Regions from separate parts of the Siniperca chuatsi genome. Here region 1 is linked to region 2. Evidence: chromatin contacts called from public Hi-C data. All regions are on one chromosome and are shown on one strand. The core of a region is the stretch at or near the end of the contact, and the rest is flanking DNA. Distances in the headings are between cores, read along the strand shown.

Evidence for each region. Hi-C and Micro-C count contacts between places; a contact is called where the count stands out from the background.
Region 1: a contact with region 2 is called in a Hi-C map of liver, with 2.3 times the contacts expected there. The contact joins the promoter of LOC122870974 here to the enhancer-like site in region 2. A contact is called at or near these places in 2 of 3 Hi-C or Micro-C datasets (liver and skeletal muscle).

Annotation. Positions count from the first base shown.
Region 1 is chrLG23:11,367,782-11,372,703 of ASM2008510v1, reverse strand. It overlaps LOC122870974 (protein PHTF2-like), which reads left to right and starts at 3,547. Exons shown (of 21, transcript XM_044185438.1): 1 at 3,547-3,888. It overlaps LOC122870976 (transmembrane protein 60-like), which reads right to left and starts at 3,349. Exons shown (of 3, transcript XM_044185443.1): 1 at 3,163-3,349; 2 at 2,704-2,825; 3 at 654-2,338. The coding sequence starts at 2,787. The coding sequence ends at 2,021.
Region 2 is chrLG23:11,333,492-11,338,243 of ASM2008510v1, reverse strand. It overlaps LOC122870974 (protein PHTF2-like), which reads left to right. Exons shown (of 21, transcript XM_044185438.1): 5 at 2,871-2,940; 6 at 3,511-3,669; 7 at 4,587-4,752. Among protein-coding and RNA genes, the nearest start is that of LOC122870977, 8.9 kb to the right of the region's middle. Within about 2 kb of position 2,548, the one cell type or tissue checked has an H3K27ac peak away from gene starts, as active enhancers do. A contact at or near this core is called in liver, where this site is marked.

The DNA.
Region 1 (4,922 bases), core at 2,298-4,797, 33 kb before region 2:
TGCTTTTCTTCTTCTCTTTATACTTTTCCTGCAGCACAACCAAGTTCCAATTCTGCTCTTGCACCCACCCTGTTTCAATCACTGCACATTCAGTATACTCACCTCCGTCTCTCTGATGATGGCCAGTGTTATTAAAGGTGTGGCGTCAGACTCAAGCTGTTTCCACTTTGGAAACTGGCTTTAGGCTACATGCTCTTGAAGCCTTCTGGAAGTGTGTCCAGTACCGTAAATCGTTTCTATCCATACTTCCAGTTCTAGTGGCTTTTTTCCTGCTGCTGTTGATGACAGTGTGAGGACAACTGGAGCTCTGTGAACACAAAGATTGCAAACTGGAAACATTGATCTAATACAGTTAAATATCTGAACATACAACAAATTCCTTAAAGTCGTAAAAGTACTACAATATTTTAAGACTAACGTAGACAGAAACAACAAAGACTTCAGTGTCCCAGACACCACACACACACACACTGCTGTTGACTCTGTGGTTGCTTCACAGTTCATTTCAGGTCACGTCCCAGCAGGACACCCCCCCCCCAAAAAAAAGTCTGCAACTAATATGAGTGTGGCAACACTTGAATGTGAATTTGTATCATTATCACTACTACCAGAAATACTATTTTAGTATCATTATGACTAATTAAGACCCACAGTTTAACGTACAGAAACCATTTATTTTTTACACGACATGCATTACAACACGTTCGATCTCAAAGCACCTTCCTTTTCATTTCAACATAGTGCAAAATAATGCAAAGAATGTATTTGAAATATTAATAAACAATCAAATGGCACAAAACAAATGTCAGTGTCAGCTGTACCATAAAGTTGGAATATGAAACAATGATCAATTTGACACAACAACACTAGAAACTACTGGTAGTCTGATGAGCTCTGTGTGGCAGTTCGACACGTTTACAACATAATAGTTAAACTTGATATAGATTTTTCATATTTATCTGAATGTTAATCACTTTGGTCACCAAGTAAGATACATGTCAAGGTTTTTTTTCCTAGCGACCTTGTACGGAATAACAGCTTACTGATTTTCATGGGGCACATGATGATTTATATGGTACAAAAGAGAGCTTGTACAGAGCAGAGGGGGTAGCCTGTGGGAAAAAGAATATCACAACTTGGCCCCAAGATGCTTTTATGTCCTGAACAATTTCTTAAATAAAAGTTATCGTCTCCTCATGTTCTTGCAGCCAAACTGAGCTGTTGTCATGAACACCTCTAAAGTTAATTTATAACTTGTGAAATAATATTTGGCCAGCTACTCTCCACAACTCAGGAATGAAAAGACAAAAGTGTTTGAGCGTAAATACAGCCACACAATATCTAAAGCATATGTAACAACATTTACTGATTCGGTACCAAGAGTGATAGGTAATGTTATGCAGAAGTGGAGTCACCAAGTACCATTCACTTCCTCCCTGTGTGGCGTTCTTTACAAGAGCAGCTGTGCTAGCTTATGTACAGTGAAATTAATACTAGAAAACAATACTGAACATCTTGAGTTCAAAAAAAAAGGAAACATTAAATGACGTTCATGTTTCTTCCAGTGAAGGCTTCACAGTAGTCTTATACATATACAGTTGATCCCCTTATGGCATTTGTTTTTTTTTTGCAAAGAAAATAGAGCCATTTTTTCAGCTAATTTTGAAAATTTTAAATGAATGGATTTGGACAGATTCAATAGCAGCTCTTCCGTTGCACGGACAGCAGAGTCCCTGCCCTGTTGAAGCCCTTACAGCATGCTCCACTGAGGTCTGAACACACTATGATTTTTATTTTTACACTAAGTCTCTTATTCTTTAGATGAATACCAATGTCTGAGATGATTATTTGATTCCTTCTTGAGCCTCAGAACTCTCTGGAAACATAATCAGGCCAAAACAAAAGCTCCAATTTCACAAAGTCACGGTCATACAAGCACAAATCTATTCTCAACAACTGTTCGATTTTTTTGTTGGTGCAATGATTCATGTTGAGGTTTGAACCAGCCGTTTAATCCCTCTTAGGCCTCTCTCCTTTCAGGGAAGATATTCATCCCCAGCTCCACCAGCGCCCCCAGTAACATGGTCCACAGTGGTATGCACACAAACGTCAGCTTTACGTCCACCAGCTTCTCCAGCTTGGCGCACAGCGTCAGGCAGAAGCCAAGCTTGAGCAGCATGGCCGTCAGGTACCAGGCACGCAGACGCAGGTCTGGGGAGCCGTTGCGTGGGTCATACCCAGGCTTGCAACGGCCTGCCATCTTGATGGCAAGCATGAGGATGAGGATGCCATCAAAGACCCAGACCGGGAGGAAGATGAGGAACCAGTTCCACTGCACCTGGAGGGAGGAAAGGGAGGGGATTTTGTCAGTTACATATTCAAGGCTTTTGTCAGTTATTTCTATCAGTGTTATGGACCAATTCCTAGCTTGGGTGAGAAAATAATGATGAACTTTATGAATCCTGAGAGTAAAATGGGATTGATCACATACAAATAAAATACAGCAAGTAAACACAAAGGATTTAAAGTAAATTCACAATTAGGCAATTTTGATTGAGTTATGTAAAAACTACTCAAATACAGGGTGAACAAATACTTTTGACTGACAGTGTAATTGATGAGATTCTCAATATACAGGAGCTGAGAGAAAGGGGAGACTTACAAAAAGAGACTGACAAGTAACAAGAGAAAAAAAACCTTTACCTTCCCGTCCAGTTTGAGCACTAGCATGATGAGGAAGACCAGGGTGAAGACCCAGGTCAACAAAACCCTCTGAGCCAGAGACATCTCACTGACTGGAGACAGATCAGAAGAGGAAACAGACGCTGGACAGGCCATACATCCATGGGACACAGAGAGAAAAGGTTAGAAACAATCAGACACTCACAATTATGATGAATGTTTAGTCTATGGAGTATTTTAGCAAGAAATCCGACATGTAAGAATAGACAGCAACGTTGGAGTAGCTGCTAATAGCTATTTAAAACGTGGTATTGTTAACCACGTCAAACAACATGTCACTAACACTAGCTGGAATCTATTTTAAATGTATTTTTTTCATTCATGTTAGTTAGCTCATGTTACAGTGACAGCTAGCTTTTCACAGCCCAATAGCATTTAGCTAACCGGTTGGTGTTTTATTTAAGACGAAGTCTGACTTACTTCAGTGTATTTCTAGATGTGGCGAGCATGTTCGTCTCTCCGTATGGCACACACCAAAACCCATAACGTTTCTTATAATAATTCACATAATTATCAACAGACGTGTCCGTCAACTACAACAGACGTAGGGATTTTAGGTCCGTTATCTGTGTTCGTCCCGCCCGTACTGGAAGCCAATTGGTCCTGGCTTTTCTACGTCACGTTTGTTTAACGTCCATCATTCTGGGTTCTAACCGTAAAGTTCTTCCAAAAGCGCAAACTCGTTGTAGGTTTTTTCCTGTAGTGAGTTTTAACGTCCACTAGAGGTAAGTAAAACTCTTTCTATTTCTCCCGGTGGTTGCGTTTATATGCGAGTTACCTTGCCACTACATAAAACGGCGACATTGTTCTGTCTTAATTATTTTGCTTTTCGGTTAATTTGTCCATATGAGTGATATGTTAGCCCGCTCTCCTCTAATTTTCTCTTTACTAACCATCGGCGACGTTTTTTTGGCATAAAATGCAATGGCGCATGTATACGGTGGTTTACGGGCAGGGGCTGAAGTTGTATTTTTACAGTGAGAGACAGAAAAGGGAAAGCTACTGCTTCAGACATCGGTGAGCAGACGCTCAGCATCTCTTCTACAAACTGGACAAGTCTGGCTAGCTCAGTGCTGCATAAATCACGCTTAGAAAGCACAGTTTGGCTCTGCGTGGGGACTCGGAGCAGCCGTCGCTGTCAAGGAGGTAAGACTGAGCGGTTGCACGGTATGTTTAGACAGCAGTGATCAGGATTTCAGTATTAGGGTCAGCTGTGTGGGCTCTTTGTGCCTGCCGGTGGTAGCTTAGCTAACTATGTAGCATGACATGAGCTAGCACCAGAAATGTGGAGGAGGATACAGGTTGTGTGAAGACTGTCTAAAAACACCGTAGCTGCATCTAAATGGAGGCTAGCTGCAAGATTAACTGCCTTTAAACTGGTTTACACGGCTGCATAGGTGCTTTTATGGAGAGAAAGCACACACTAACGTTAACTGTGTACGATTTTGCTATAGTGTTCTTCACGACTGTAACGTTAGCCTTGTCATGTACTAATTAAATTGACCGGGAAATAAGACCAAAGCTATAAACATTTCCTGGGTTTTTTCTATGTAATCATCTGAGGTGGCTGTTTTATAAACAGTGGAAAACATTGCATCGCTGGAAGATGTCTTTTATCAGATCGCTTATCTTCCCGCAGACCTGTGTCAGGATCCGGGTGCCTTACCACCTCGGCTAAAATATTTCCTGGGGGGGGGCCTGCATTACCGATTAATCTGTCGGCCGATTTTTTTTTTTCGATTATTCGTTTCATCTGTAAAATGTTAGGAAATAGTGAAAATGCCAAATGTGACACATTTAAATTGCTTGTTTTGTGCAACCACACAACAAAATCCATTTTAGACTCATATAAGCCAAACCAACACATGTTAGGCATTTCAGAGGCTGGAAGCAGTGAAATTACTCTGTACTCTTCTCTACTCTTTCTGAATATACATTCATATCTCATCTGTTGTATTCTATTCTGTAACCGGTGTTGGTTTTCTCTACCTGTCTTGTGTCCCTGGAGTAGAAACTGTCGCAGGCGGTCAGGTTCACAGTTTGGCAAGCCATCTGATTATCCAACATGGTTTGCCATCCAGCCAGACTGTCTGTTCCAGTGTCTGACTAACGCTGTCATCACTCGCCCAGATTTTCCACTGCAATCATAATTTGACCTGTAAATTGACCTTCTGCACAAC
Region 2 (4,752 bases), core at 1,299-3,798:
GTTAACCTTTTTACAGAAGTAGAGCATATTTAAAATGAACTCTTCAAACAAACTAAACACACAGTTGTGTGTGAGGTTTTAGTGAGGAAAACACTGTGTAAAGCTCTCCAGAAGAAACCCAGTTGCCACCTGCTGGTGCAAACAGGAAACTACAATATATTCTGCTGGGGTTTTGGTTCAAATTCCATTGTTAAAATGCATTTACATATGCATTTTAGGTGTGTAGCACATAGTGCAACAGAAGAATAAGCAACATGACAAGCAGCCTTTAATAAGGAATGTAAAGAGTAAAGCATAGTTGCTTTAACATTTTTCTCTTCAGATTTTGCATTAATCATTCATACATGCTGGACCAATCAGTCACTGAGGCAACATCATGACTTGTAACTGCAGGAAAAAGTAGTTTAGAAAGATAAGAAGCTATGAATAGTGCAGAGATAAGGGAGCCGTGGTCTGCTGCGGTAAATCTACTGCCAAGAGCCCTGCATGTACACACACACGCGCACATCCACACACACACACACACACACACACACACACACTACTGTCCTGCTCTTCTACACTGTCACATTTTCCCTCTCTTACGCACACACACAGTGTATTAGCTTGTTGGTTGTGCTATGTAATGATAAGGGCCTCCATTAAGACTCTATCAGACCACTGACTGATAGCACTGAACTTGTTTGGCCGGTATGTAAATATTGGCATGAGCCAGTCAGATTCAAGTGGACAGCTTTATGTGTTACCGTTAAAATGACTCGCATCCTTGAAATGTTCAGTATTTCAAAGATCTGAAAGGACTTAAGACCTTGTTTACTGATAATGAAAACCTGATAATGAAGTAGGGCTGGTAATTTCTATACTTGTGCCAATACAATAACTGATTTTGGGTGCTGATTCCTAAAAATATAAACGTTTTTCTACAAAATCCCTTTTATCATTTAACTAAAGAAGCCAAAGTTTTCAAATGTTACATAAGACAAGACTGGGCTAAGAAATTAGCCTAAATATTGTAAGACTATAAGTCTGATCAGTAACAACAGAGGAAAGATTCATTAATTTGTCATTTAATGGGACCTTTTTAAGAAAAATAGGGAAAAAATGGATATCCAGCACGCTGGATTAAAGCTCCCAAAACATTTTTGGGCTGCAAAAAAGTCGCTGTTTCAACCCTACCACATCCTCATCAGACAAACATGACAATAACATAACAAAAGACAAGGTGTACTGTATATTGGCACAAAACTGATTACATCTAGCTGACGTCAGAGTAAAATATACAGCAACACTTACAATATGACCCGTCAGATACATAGCTGCAAACATGTTATAGAAGTCACGAAAATGATACATACCAAATATTGGAATACAAATATTTTAGAGGTACAGCTTAACATGACACAACTCCACAATCATTAACTAAGTGCTTTGTGTAAAATATGTTTTTTGTTCCATTAAAAATCCTCTTAGCTCCTGTACATGCACATGGATGGGAAACTGAATAGTGTGTGTGTGTGTGTGTGTGTGTGTGTGTGTGTAGCTGCTCACATGTACACAGAGCACTATGGTTTTAATGAGGTTTCATATTAATGACTCTGGGTAAACACAGGCATGACCAAACTATTCTCAGGCTGCTCACAATAGTGTGACTTCGACATTGTTGTTGTACTGAAGTACTGAATATCTCTCTCTCTCTCTCTCTCTCCCCCCACACACACACCTTCACAGTTCACCCCAAAATAAAAAAAAATACATATTTTTCCTCTTACATGTAGCACTATTTATCCATCTAGATTGTTTTGTATGAGTTTTGGAGATATCGGCCGTAGACATGTCTGCCTTTTTGGAATATAATGGAAAATATGGCACTCAGCTTGTGGTGCTCAAAGTGTAAAAAAAATAAATAAATAATTGAAACACCCAACAGCAATGTCTCTCTCCAGAAATCATGACCCGGTTACTCAAGATACTCCACAGACTTTGTTGTGAGCAGTTTTATTAGTTTTGTTCCATTATATTCCAAAAAGGCAGACATCACTATGGCTGATATCTCTAAAACTCATAAATATGTATTGGTAAGAGGAAAAATATGTATGTATTTTGATTTTGGGGTGATCTGTCCCTTTTAAATGTTCATTTGTATTTACTGTTCCTGTTGTTACTTACACAGAAAGGCACCACATTTCAGAACTTATGGTCGCACAGAAAGTTTCAGTACAGTTTTTCACAGCTGACAGAGCGCACAGACACACACACACACACACACACACACACACACACAAAAGTGTATACATCATAGCAGGAAGTGGCACAGGAAGTCAGCGTGCCACAGGGGAGTGTTATTCCCAGGGTCATAAACTGCACAAAGCACCAACTTTAAAGCTGTAACAGTAAACCTCTGGAATGAATGATGGCTATAACACACTGTTTTGAAATGACGCAGCTGATTTCAAGGACTGAAAGGTCTTTAGGGATGTTTTGCTGTTTTTATCCTCTGAATTCTTTAACGAATGCAAAGTAGCAACATTTAGACTGACTTAATGCATCAGTGTAGTGTAGAAGTGTAGAAGTCTGTTTTCCAGATTGGGCTGAAAATGTTGAGTTAAATCTAGTGGATGTGAGTAGATGCACGTGCAGTGAAATAGAGAATAGAGCCAGTAGCTGTGTGAGTCTGAATGCACTGTGTGCCTCCTCAAACACTGAATGTGTGTATGTGTGTTTATGAAGGCATAAAGTGCATGAGAAGCCACCTGTAGTTGAGTTTCCGTGTGTGTGTGTGTGTGTGTGTGTGTTAATGTTTATATTAATCTCTGTTTCTTTCTTTGTCTTTGACATTGACCCCCCCCACGTCTCTCTGTCTCCCCCTGCAGGGCTTGAGGAACAAGCCAAAGAAGACAGGACATGTCAAACCAGACCTTATAGACGTGGACTTGGTTAGAGGTGAGAAAAAAGTTTGTGTGTGTGTGAGTGCAAACTTCCTTTCCATTAAGCTAATTAGATTAGATACCAGACAGGCTTTCTGCTAAAGCTAAAAACCATCAGACACACAACATCGTCTGCTCAGTGGCATCACATAAAACGCACACACATGAACCTAAGATGCCAGCGTTGCTGTGCCAACCCCCTGTCACTGTTAACCCTCGCTCTTTCTGTCTTCATCTCTCTATCAGCGTTCCCATCTCTTCCTATCTGTCTCATATTCATCACATTTTCAATTATTCATCAGATCATTCCAATTTATCCTCATTGTTATTTCACTGCACAGGAAGACAGATAGATAATCAAGAAAGAAACGGAGGAAGAGAGTAGATAAACGAGATGAAATGCAGAGACCAAAAAAGATAGAAGGGGCGGAAGAGGAGTCTGAGAAGGAAGCTTAAAAGATAAACCCACTGCTCTAATGTGACTCCAGGATGTATTAAGTGATGAGCTTTTCTGCTCACTGCAGTCATTTGGCTTAATTAGTTCTCCTCGTTAAACTTAGTGTGTATTTATTCTCTTCCTCCGCAGGTTCGGCGTTTGCCAAGGCCAAACCAGAGAGTCCGTGGACGTCACTGACCAGGAAAGGCATCGTCAGAGTCGTCTTCTTCCCGTTCTTTTATCGCTGGTGGATCCAGGTCACCTCCAGAGCCATTTACCTCTTACTGCTGGCTCTCTATCTGCTGCAAGGTGAGTGTAGTAGTGGAAATATAAAATTTCTATGACTATGCACCAAAATCTGTTTATTAAATATCAGAAATAGGTCATACAGTCACTCTTCATTTCATTTTATATCTACAATCCCTAGTTTTAATAGTCTAACTGATTTGATCTGGTATCTAGGCTGAATATTATAAAGAGTACGGTCTAGACCTGCTCTATAGGAAAAGTGCAATGAGATAACTTCTGTTATGAATTGGTCTATATAAATAAAATTGAATTGATCCTCAGCGAATGTTTAAATCTTCTACCAATAACTGACTTAACAAGATGTCCAACAGCTGACACTGTGCGTCTATTCTGCTGTTTTTCTTAAAATACACATGCAGCCCACAATATCTTGTGAGCATTGAGAACTCCCGGGTTGCACCCACAGAGCAGCACACACTTGCTGCACAAACACTTTCAAGACCACTGAACAGTGTTTTCCACCCCCTACATCATGATGCCCTTTTCAGCTCTGACGAAAACAGACTCTCTCTCTAACCCCCCGCCCTTCCTGCTCACTTCCCCCCACATACTGCGTAAAAACACACACATCTTCTCTTTGATTTAACACTAGGCAACTTAAAGTTTCATCAAGTGATTTTTGAAACGCAAACCTGAGATACTGTTACCTTGTTAATTTGCTGTGGCTAACATGTTAGCAAACAGCTGCTTAGTTACACATCTGACTTTCTTTGTCATAGAAGGATGGTAGTTATATACACATCCCATGTAGGTGCAAGACTATTGGAAATCCACATCAATGAAAAGGGTAACAAATGCACACTGACTCGAAACCACAAATTTATTTAAATCCCAGTTGGATCTTCGTCAAGTAAAAAAAAAAAAAGAGGTCTCAAAGCTGCAGAGTTTAGTGTTAATTGCTTCTCTCTCTCCGGCAGTGGCGGCAGCAGTCCTGTATGTGATCATCCCTCAGCCTCATGGGATACCAACCACCGAGGTGTTTGGAGCCATATGGCTCATGTTGCTGCTGGGCACCGTCCACTGTCAGATCGTCTCCACCAGGACCCCGAAACCTGCCTCCAGCAGCGGGGGAAAGAGACGCAG